2 separate regions of the Sus scrofa genome follow, and region 2 is linked to region 1. A link is a contact called in public Hi-C data. All regions are on one chromosome and are shown on one strand. Each heading gives the region's core, a stretch centred on a gene start, on an enhancer-like site or on the middle of the called end of the contact. The rest is flanking DNA. Distances are from core to core; before and after follow the strand shown. Region 1 has its middle 110 kb from the start of ID2. Region 2 overlaps LOC110260062 (a long non-coding RNA gene).

Region 1 (4,989 bases), core at 2,306-4,805:
CACGGGGGCCAGGGAAGGCTTCCCAGGTGGGGTGATCATGGAGCTGGGGTTTGAGGGATGAAGAGGAGTTTGCTGAGCTGATCGGAGAGGAAGGGCTTGCAGAGAGGGAACAGCATTTGCAAGCAGCCCTGGGACTTGAAAAGGACCCAGCCTGACTATGGAACTTGGAGCTGCTGTGTGCGGCTGGCAGGTATACTTCAGACAGTCTCGGCAGGAGCTCTGGGTGTTTCTGCAAAGCAGTCATTGAGTGGGATGGGGGTAGGATCCAGTCGGGGTGGGGGAGGCATTTGGGAGGCAGTACAGAGGCCAGACTGGAGCTGTGAGAACCACAGGGATGCCTCGCCAGGAAGCCAGGAGCACTTCTAAGGGGATGGCTTCCTGTACGAAGCTGAGCAGAGGCAGCGCCAGACAGGTTCTCAGAAAACCGCAGGGAAGAGATGGGAGGGTCTGGGCCCAGGGCCCCGCAGGCAGGCTGGGTCCCTGACCACTGAAGTGGTTTCTCTGAATTTTTGTGGAACCAGAAAAGTCAGCCCCATTCTAGTGATGGGGCCACTGAGATAGAGGGAGGCTTCATGTGGCAGTAAGTCAGTGCTCGCGCCAGGCATAGCACCCACTCCCCCTGGACACCCACACACGCCACCGCCTTTGATGTGGGCGCGGCCGCTGCACCCGCTTTCCTGTGAAGGCACCTGGCCTGCCTGCGTCACCCCAAAACGTGGGCTTCAGGGCGCTTAGGGTGCCCCACCTGAAAGCCCGTCGCCCTCCTTCCGATGCTGCAGACCGAGAATTGCCCAGGAAGAAAAGCCCAAGGCCAGAAAGAGGCTGGAGGGGCAAAGGCTGGTCCCGCCTGACTCTGCAGAACCAGCTGCGGACCTGGAGCACCCCGGCCCATCCTTCGCCTGGCTTTCGTGCAATGACCTTCGAGCACTTTCTCTCCCACTTGAGGAGCTGTCTGAGCACAGACGTGGGAAAAGTGCCCAGGTTACGAGTGAGATGGGTGAAGCAGGGGGAGGGGGTTTGGATGGAGTCCCCAGGGACCCCTCCCGGCCACCCACCACCACCCTCGCTCTTTTGTCTTTAAGAACACACCCTGGTCACCCATCTCTCTGCAGCGCCCCGAGCCACTCTGGCCAGTGTGTGGAGAAGGCAGGCCACTGCGGTGGGGACCGTCAGAGCTGGTCCCGCCCGAGGGCAGGGGGGTTTGTCTCTCAGCCACCCCTACAGGCACGGGTTTTGAAAGCTACAGCATATTCTCATACTCGGAGCCTTGGGACGTTTTGAGAGGGAAAAACTGAGTTGTCATTCTACAATTTTGTTCCCAATCCAAAGAAAAAACATAGCTTTGGATTCTGCTTGTGGCAGCTTTTAGGATCCAAAGATAGGCCGATTGAGGAAGCAGGGTGCTTGTTAGGAGTTTTAACATATTTTTTTTTCCTTTCTTTCTTTTTTTTTCCCCCCTTTTAGGACTACACCTGTGGCATATAGAAGTTCCCAGAATAGGGGTGGAATTGGAGCTGCATCTGCCAGCCACAGCCACAGCCACACCAGATCTGAGCTGTGTCTGTGACCTACACTGCAGCTCACAGCTACACCGGATCCTTAACCCGCTAAGCGAGGCCAGGAATCGAACCCACATCCTTATGGATACTAGTCAGGTTCGTAACCCACGGAGCCACAAAGGAAACACCTAACATTTTTCTCAGACATGTTTTAAATTTGATTATAGCTGGAAATATTAATGGTACGGGCGTCTCAGTCTCAACAAAGAGCTTCTCCTGGCCTAAAGGTCCGAGGCATTTCCAGGAGGAAAGAGAGTATCCTGCTCGTGTCACTGACTGGCTAGAAACCCTCCATGGCTCCCCACTGCCCTCAGATGCAATACTTGCTAACATCTCTTATAGATATTAGCGAGGGCTGTGCGAGGCATGTGGCAGGTATTACCTCATTTAAGTCTCAAAATCATTCAGCCCATTGTACAGATGAGAAAGCTGAGGCTGAGATGTTTAGGGGCTTCTGTGAGCTGCACTACACAGTGTCGGAGCTGGGATAAACCCCACACCTACCAAGGCCACCATCCAGCTTTCCCCCTCCCTTTCCTGTAATTCCCATCCCCGTGAAATAGCCCAGGCCCCTCCCCCGGCACCCCTCCCCCACCTGACTAGGGGACGTCCCCAGATCAGGCGGCATTCTTGTCGTGGACTTCACCTTCTCAAGACCAGGGACAGGGATGTGGGCTCTGGATGCCAGGTGGACCCTTGCTGCACCCAGCGCACAGTCTAGTACCCACCAGGGAGGGCAGTAACTACGTGTGGCGTGAATCATTTCATACTGGAGTACCACTTTGATTCTTTGCCACCCAAGAAAAATTTAAAAGCCTCCCAATGAGGTCTGCATCTTCTCATGCTTGATGGCACGGCAGGGCCACCTGCAGAGCCGGGTAAAACCCAGCCTGAGTGCCAGCGGGTCTGGACCACGGGTTCTGCATTCCCCTCCGGCTCTGGAGTGCTGCTGCTGCCTGCCCTGGCCTCACCCTGCAGAGACCTCTGCTCCCTGCACTTGAACCCAGGCTTGGGAAGCCACACTCTAGCCAATTCATGACACTTAGCCAGAGGCTTATCTACATTCAGGACGCTTCAAAACTCTGATCCACCACATTTAAAAAAAAAAAAAAATGGGGAGTTCCTATTGTGGCGCAATGGATTAAGAACCTGACTAGCATCCATGAGGATGAAGGTTCGATCCCTGGTCTTGCTCATGGGGCTAAGGATCCGGCATTGCCGTGAGCTGGGGTGTAGGTCGCAGACGCAGCTCGGACCCTGGGTTTCTGTGGCTGTGGTGTAGGCCGGCAGCTTCAGCTCCGATTCCACCCTGAGCCTGGGAACTTCCATATGCCGCAGGTGCAGCCATAAAAAAGCAAAACATAAAAAATAAAAATGAATGGACGCGTTCTCGTTTTCTATTTGAAGGAGTCCCTTGCTGTGGTGGGGGATTTTCCTCCGCATTGTGTGAAATGCCAGGAAATAAAATTTTAGGTGTGACTACCCAATCCTCAACTGGGCCACCGCCAGCTCACCACCACCGTCCCTCAGCGAGAACTGGGGCTCCCCGCCAGAGGGGCGACGCTCAGCCCCGAGTTACATTCTGACTTCTCCAAACAAGACACCGTTTGCTTCGGCCCGGGTGCATTCAAAAAAAAAAAATCCCTTAGACCCCACACGGGCGCAGGAACACACACACAAGCAACTTTCGGGGCGCGATGAATGTGCGGGTGTTTTTTGTGTCTCCCCGCCAGGGCCTGCGGGGAAGGCCCAGGGGACAGAGACGGTGCTGTCCCTCCGTGTGCGGTGGGGAAGGGCCCTGTGCCCCAGCGTGGCATCCCTGCCCGCCGGCGCGGGTGAATCACGCAGCCCGGGTCCTTTCCCAGTTACCGGTGCTATCGGAGCAGAGTGAAAAACCAGTAGCAGCTGGCAGGAAATGGGTGCGAACACTGGCCACAGATAAACTGTAGGCCTCTGCAGAGCGGCAGCAGATAGACTCTGAGACAGGAAGCCGAGCTGTCAGGCCTCAGCCCCTCGCCTGCTCACAGGGCCACTCCCGGGGCCTCGGAGGGCTGCATGCACCCGATAGCGCTCGGGGACACAGCTGTGGGGTCAGAACCGAGGGAGGTGCCGCCAGACGGGCACAGCCCACAGCCCGAGAGGGAAGTGAGCAGCCAGGAGGCAGGAGGAAGCACAGAGAAGCCCCCTGGCTGAGCGTCCCGGCTTCTGCCACGGACAGCAAGAGAGGCAACGGTCTAGCCAGAGGGCCTGTGATGAAATAACAGCCGCCCAGGGCTACCCTGCCAGGCTCAAGTCAGCTGCTGCCCATGCCTAGTAACCAGAGTCCCTGCAGCCAAATGACCAGTGCCCAGTAGGAGAGGGGGCCCAGGCCAACAGAGCATGTGCGGCACAGCAGCCCTGCTTGACAGGGCGCAGACCTGATATCTCAGCCGGCTCAAAGGACAGGCCCTCTGAAGGTCATAATGACACAGACGACAGTAGCTGGGCAGAGTACCAGACCCCTCGCACACATCGCCCCAGTTTTTGGTTTTGGTCTTTCTTTTTGGCTGCCCCACGGCATATGGCATTTCTGGGCCAGGGATCAGATCCCAGATGTAGTTGCAACCTACGCTGCAGCTGCAGCAATGCTGGATCCTTAACCCACTGTGCTGGGCCGGGGATCCAACCTGTGTCCCAGCACTTCCCTGCGCTGCAGTGGGAATTCCTAGGGTACCACTTAGTGCTCATGCACATCCGGGAACGTAGGTTCGATGGCTCCCATCTTACAGATGAGCAAACGGAGACTCAGGGGAGTAGTGCTTAGAAGGTCTGACTCCAATCTCTGTGCTATACACAGAGTTACACAGCCTCTCTTCATGGGGAGCCCCTGGGGGCGGGGAGGGAGGGAGAGAGGGGAGGTGAGCAGAGCCCACCCCTGAGGGCCTGTGGTCAGTGTTTCGGAATATCCCCCCTGGCCTCGGGGGGATGCTGGCCCATGCATCCAGCGAGAGGGGACCCAACCTCTTGGCACCCCAAAGCACACCCGGGGTTCTCCCAGAAGCAGCCAGAGCAGGTGCCCTGCTGGCCACCCGCTTCTCCGTGACACCTTCATGACACGCTTCATCGTCCGCACTTGAACTCCCGAACCAGGTCTCAGCTTCTGAGCCAAAAGAGGCTCAGCTGGGAGGGTGGACTCAGCCTTCCCAGGCCTTCTCCAGGCTCTCTCTGCAGGCAGCACCACTGTGAGGGGCAGGGGTCCCTTTCCTGCCCCTGAGAAGCAGCGCCCCTGCCCCCCGGGGTGAGCAGCCCCCTCCGCTGGCACCAAACCGGGGCCATCTCTTAGCAGGACGGGAGTTCAGCTGGGCGACTGACTCACCCTTGTTCCTGGAACTGTCTGAAGGCGGGAGAGGATGCTGTGGGTAAGTTCTAACTGTATCATCTGGGCTGGGGC
Region 2 (4,668 bases), core at 748-3,247, 75 kb before region 1:
CTGGGCTGGGTCAGGGATCAAACCTGAGCCTATGCATCGACCCAAGCCACTGTGGAAACAACATGGGATCTTAACCCACTACACCAAAGTAAGAACTCCCTTTTCTTTTCTGAGTGTACACTCTTGAACACAGATATTCAAAAAGTGGAACCATAAAACTGGATGCCTAGCAGAAGGCAAAAGAGTTTCAAAGTAAAGGAAGAAGATTTGGGGGAGCGTAACAGTCATTACACAAAATTCAAACCACCTCTCCAAAGCCTCAACCCTTTCTAAGGCAGCAGCATCCAACGTCCCCACACATCAGTCAGTCACACCCAAGTGTATTCCATCTTTCCTCCATTCAATATGGCGCTCCGCAGTGCTCAGCTTCAAGGTGTCCAGGATGGTAATGAGTCTTCATAGCGAGCATCGAGCATCGGGGGCTAGAGCAGGGGAGAAAAGGCTGCTTCCTTCACGGAGAGCATGCAAGTCAACTGCTCTTACGTCACTTTTAAAGCCATTTGGGAGTGAGGCCCCAGACGCCCAGCATCACCTTACAGAAGTCCCTCTGGAAGCAGCCCCAGGCATCCTGCCAGCAGATGCCACCTGTCATCTGGCCAAAGCATAGGAAAAAGGAGCCACCGGCTGGGTCCTGGGCATGGCTGCATTTGCTTTGCCTCCACCACATTCCAAGGCTGGAAGCCATCCCCAGAGGGAGCAAAGCATGGACCCAACTCCTCAGTGAAGGCACATTCACACAGACCTGGGGAAAGACACCAGGCAGGGAGCAAGCCCAGCCCTGCCACCCCTCAGGGTTGGAAATACACAAAGACTGGTGACTAGGACAGACCTGGAGGGGATGACCCAATCAGAGCACATGTGTCCCTGGAAAGTCATGGAGCAGGGTTGACAACTTCCCCCAGATCTGCCCAGCATCAGCACCAGTTCATCATGCTCACTGAACACTGAAAAGCATGTCTTCACAAATGACGCATAAGAGACCTTTCAACAGGAAAAGTGTTTTTCCATCTTGACCCAGATACTAAATACAGCATGATTAACAGAGCCCGGTGGAAGGCCCTCTCCACCAAGGCCACAGCGGTGAGACACTTAGTCACCAAGATGGGGCTCAGAGCTGAAAGTCAGAGGGCAACTCACTAACAAGCATTCAGGCAACGGAAGCGGGGCCAGGAGGCCCCCAGGGACGGCTTCCCTGAGTTCTTTATAACTAGGCCAGGCTCTTCCTGCCCAGGACCATGGCATAGGGATGGAATCGTGACACATCAAATGTCACTCTAGACCTGAGACACCCGTCCCCGTATCACTGACTCTCTGGCCAAGGGTAAGCCAGGGCCACCCTTTCCACCTTTCCATCCATGGCACAGTACTAGGCAACAGAAGGGACTTTAAAAGCATGCCTTCCCAGAGCACCACGGACACTCAGCAAAAAAGACTATGGTTCAAAGCCTTCTGGGCAGGAAATGTCAAAGAATGAGGTATCTTGATGAAGGCAACCAAGAAAATGAAAGCAATCTGGTTTCTGAAACTCAACCGCCCTGCTCCCCCAAAGCCCTTCAAAGGCTCCCAGGGCAGGCGAGTCTGTAGCCTTCAGGCAAAGCCCCGTCTCCCCTCGCCCCACCTCGCCCCAGGCTTTCCGCAGGCACCGGCACAGCGCCCACCTGCCACCCGCCGGTCCGCATCCTCGCTCACAACAAAAGCAAGAGGAGGGGGCCTGCAGGGAAAGCTGGTTTTGTCGCTAAGGTAGCAGAGCTTTGAGATTCTATGATCTTCCAGAACCTGCCCTCTAGCGCGCCCGGGGTGGGGAGGGGGCGTCCGCTCCCCCCAGGACGTCTAAACGGCGCAGTTCGCAAACCCGCTGAACGCTGTCAACCGAGGCTGCAACCTTGATCGTGGGCTATTTCGTTGCCCGTGTCGAGATGGGCAGGGTGACCGCGCGGGAGAGCGCGGCGATGCGGACCCTTGAAAACTTGTATTACAGGAGATGCTTCACGGGCTTCAGTAGAATCTCTACCGACTATGGTAGAGGGCGCGCCCGTGCTGCGGCCGCTGAGCATCTGGGCAGCTGGGTACCTGGAGGGGTGGCAGGACGCCGGGCCAGGCCCAGCCGCAGCCTCGCCCACCACCACCACCACCACCGTGGAGACGCTGGCCTCCCAGGTCCCTCCAGAGGGGAATCAGTCCCCGCGGCGGGCGATGTTTCTGAGAACTCAGTCCCACAGGGCCCGTCTAGGGCGGTCTCCGGACCCGTAGGACGCTTAGCCCCGGTTGTCCCTGGAGTCACCTGCGGGCAGGCGGGGGCGCTCCGCCTCGCTCCTGCCAGGGGGCGGCGGGGGAGGGGCGCGCGCCGGGGCCCAGGGTTGGGGGCGCGGGGGCGCCGGAGGCCTGAGCGGCGGATGCCGGGTATGCGGGCGATCGGGGAGGGGCAGAGCGGCTGCGGCACCGGTCTGCCGGCTGCACCCACGCCCGGTGCCTGCAGCATCTGCGAGGCACCTGCGCGTCCTCCCCTCTCTCTACCCTCCCCATTCTCCCTAAAACGCGGCGGTCCCGCCCGCTGCGCCCGGCTCTGCCGAGCTGCTGTTCCCACCCGGGCTGATCGCCTGGAGCCTGTAGCTGAGCTGCTGTTGCAGCTGGACTCCCAGCCCGGAGGCAGGGAGTAGGCTGAGATGGGGGATCCTGAGCCCGCCTTACAGCCCCGTGCTCAGCCGAAAGTTCTGGAGCCTTCCTTTCCTACCTTTATGGAATATGTGTACATGTGCGTGTGTGCGTGCGCGCGCGTGTGTATGTACAGTCCTTGCAGCAAGTGGTGTTGGAAACGGTCTAGGGTCTCACTTATGTATTTAAGGGCATTAAATAAACAACTGAAAACAAGCACACTGGCATATCCAGATTCAGTGTCCTTCCCCCCCCAGAGCGTGTAAATCCATCTCATGAAATAAAGCGAAAAGCCAGGGCCTTGGTAGGGGAGGTGGAGAAGGGGCTGCAAACAGAATCTTCCCACAGGAACAAATCTCCCTCCTGATCTGGGGGTGTGGCTGAACAGGAAACCAGTGATAGCATTCTTGCAAGGTTAGATAAGAAAAACAGGTGCAGCCTACCTGGAATTTATCCTCCTGGCTTGTACCTGCTGGAAATATCTGTCCTTTTTTACCCACTGTTCTGCATTTAGGGTCTTGCTGGATTCCCTAGGCCTTTTCTGCTGGCTGGTTTTCCTTGTCGCCATCCTTGTTGATCAAAGCAGGCAGTTTTAATTCCATTTAAGACCTGTGCCTGAGTCTCATCCCCAGCCCCACTGCGCTGTCTACCCTCTGTTAACAAGTTAGAGAAAGTCAATTTTCCAGGTGTTAAATAACATGGAGTAATAATTTTATAATCAGCCTGAAAATTAAGTGCTGGGTTACACCACAGGAAAATACCTTGCATTTTCGGCCTGGTCTCTGTGTAATTTCCCAGGGATCCCAGCCTCAGGGCTGCAATATTTATTTGCTTATTGCTTTTTAGTGTCTTGCTTGAAAATCCTAATTTCCAATGGAGAGAGTGAAAGCATTTTCACGGTGACACGCAAGCACATTGTCGGAGTAGAGGACTCGAGGAGTTGTTTCCTTCTCAGGGATTCGTCACTCCAGGTGGGAGCTGGGTACCCAGTTGTGCCTGAGACTTTGTGCCTGAGACTCACCTGTCATCTCCCCCCCTGCCGGCTCCTCTGGGGTCCCCTGTTAGTTCTGTGTTTACACACATTTCCTATTGCAATGAGGATCGTTAGCTTGCTCACACCATTCCAACTTTACATGGTGGATGGAGAAAGGGTGTGACTCTTTGCTCACCTCCACACCAGTGCCCCACGGGAAGCAGACAGCAGAGCAGCCCAGGCCCCACACCCCGCAGGCCCCTGAGCCCCTGCTCCAGGGCCGGTCTGTGACCACACCTGCTCCCGCACGTTGGCATGATGGAGTTCCGACTCTGAAATGATGCCAGGATTCCAACCCAGGTCTCCAGGCACTGAAGATTTGGGTCTTAGATCCCACCCACATCCCCACCCGAGCCACAGCTGTCCGGCAACGCATGGACGTGAGCCGGCAGAATCTCGCGATGAGTCACACTGCATTGGGCTCAGCAGCACAAACCGCATCAGCCCCGCAAGTGGAATTTTCAAAAGCCAGTAGGGGGGGGCATTGGAGGGAGGTGATCAAAGGGCACAAGCTTCCAGGTAGAAGATAAATGAGTTCTAGGGATGTGATGGATAACACGCTGGCCGTGGCTAACCCTGCCGTGTGACCCACGGGAAAAATGAAGAGAGCAGATCCTAAGAGAGTTCGTCACAAGGAGAAATTTCTTTTTCCTTTTGCCTTTTCTCCTTTCTTTCCTTTTAAGTGTCTCTGTATGAGAAGGTGGATATTAGCTGAATCTTTTGTGGCAATCATTTCTCAGTATATGGAAATCAAACCACCATGCCATATGCCTTAAATTTAATACAGTGCTGTGTGCCAATTATTTTTCAATAAAACTGGGGGGAAAGCCAGACTTCCAAGATGTAAAGGGGACTTATTGTGGCACTCTCTTTTTTTGGCATTTGTTTTCATTGTTATTTTACAAGTACTCTGTAGTCATTACAGGAAAAAAATCAGAAAATACATGCTGTAAAGATAAGATAAAAGTCACCTATATAGATTG

The links. A called contact is a pair of places that touch in the nucleus more often than the background predicts.
Region 2: a Hi-C map of heart right ventricle shows a contact between it and region 1, with 1.9 times the contacts expected there. The contact joins two enhancer-like sites. A contact is called at or near these places in 2 of 47 Hi-C or Micro-C datasets (blood and heart right ventricle) and 1 of 2 datasets of contacts at active chromatin or transcription factors (alveolar macrophages).

What each region holds. Positions count from the first base shown.
Region 1 is chr3:127,610,872-127,615,860 of Sscrofa11.1, reverse strand. No RefSeq gene overlaps it. Among named protein-coding and RNA genes, the nearest start is that of ID2, 110 kb to the right of the region's middle. Within about 2 kb of position 3,555, at least 34 of the 83 cell types and tissues checked have an H3K27ac peak or open chromatin away from gene starts, as enhancers often do. A contact at or near this core is called in alveolar macrophages, where this site is marked.
Region 2 is chr3:127,684,385-127,689,052 of Sscrofa11.1, reverse strand. All of the region lies in intron 1 of LOC110260062 (a long non-coding RNA gene), which reads right to left. Among named protein-coding and RNA genes, the nearest start is that of ID2, 180 kb to the right of the region's middle. Within about 2 kb of position 1,997, at least 22 of the 83 cell types and tissues checked have an H3K27ac peak or open chromatin away from gene starts, as enhancers often do. A contact at or near this core is called in alveolar macrophages, where this site is marked.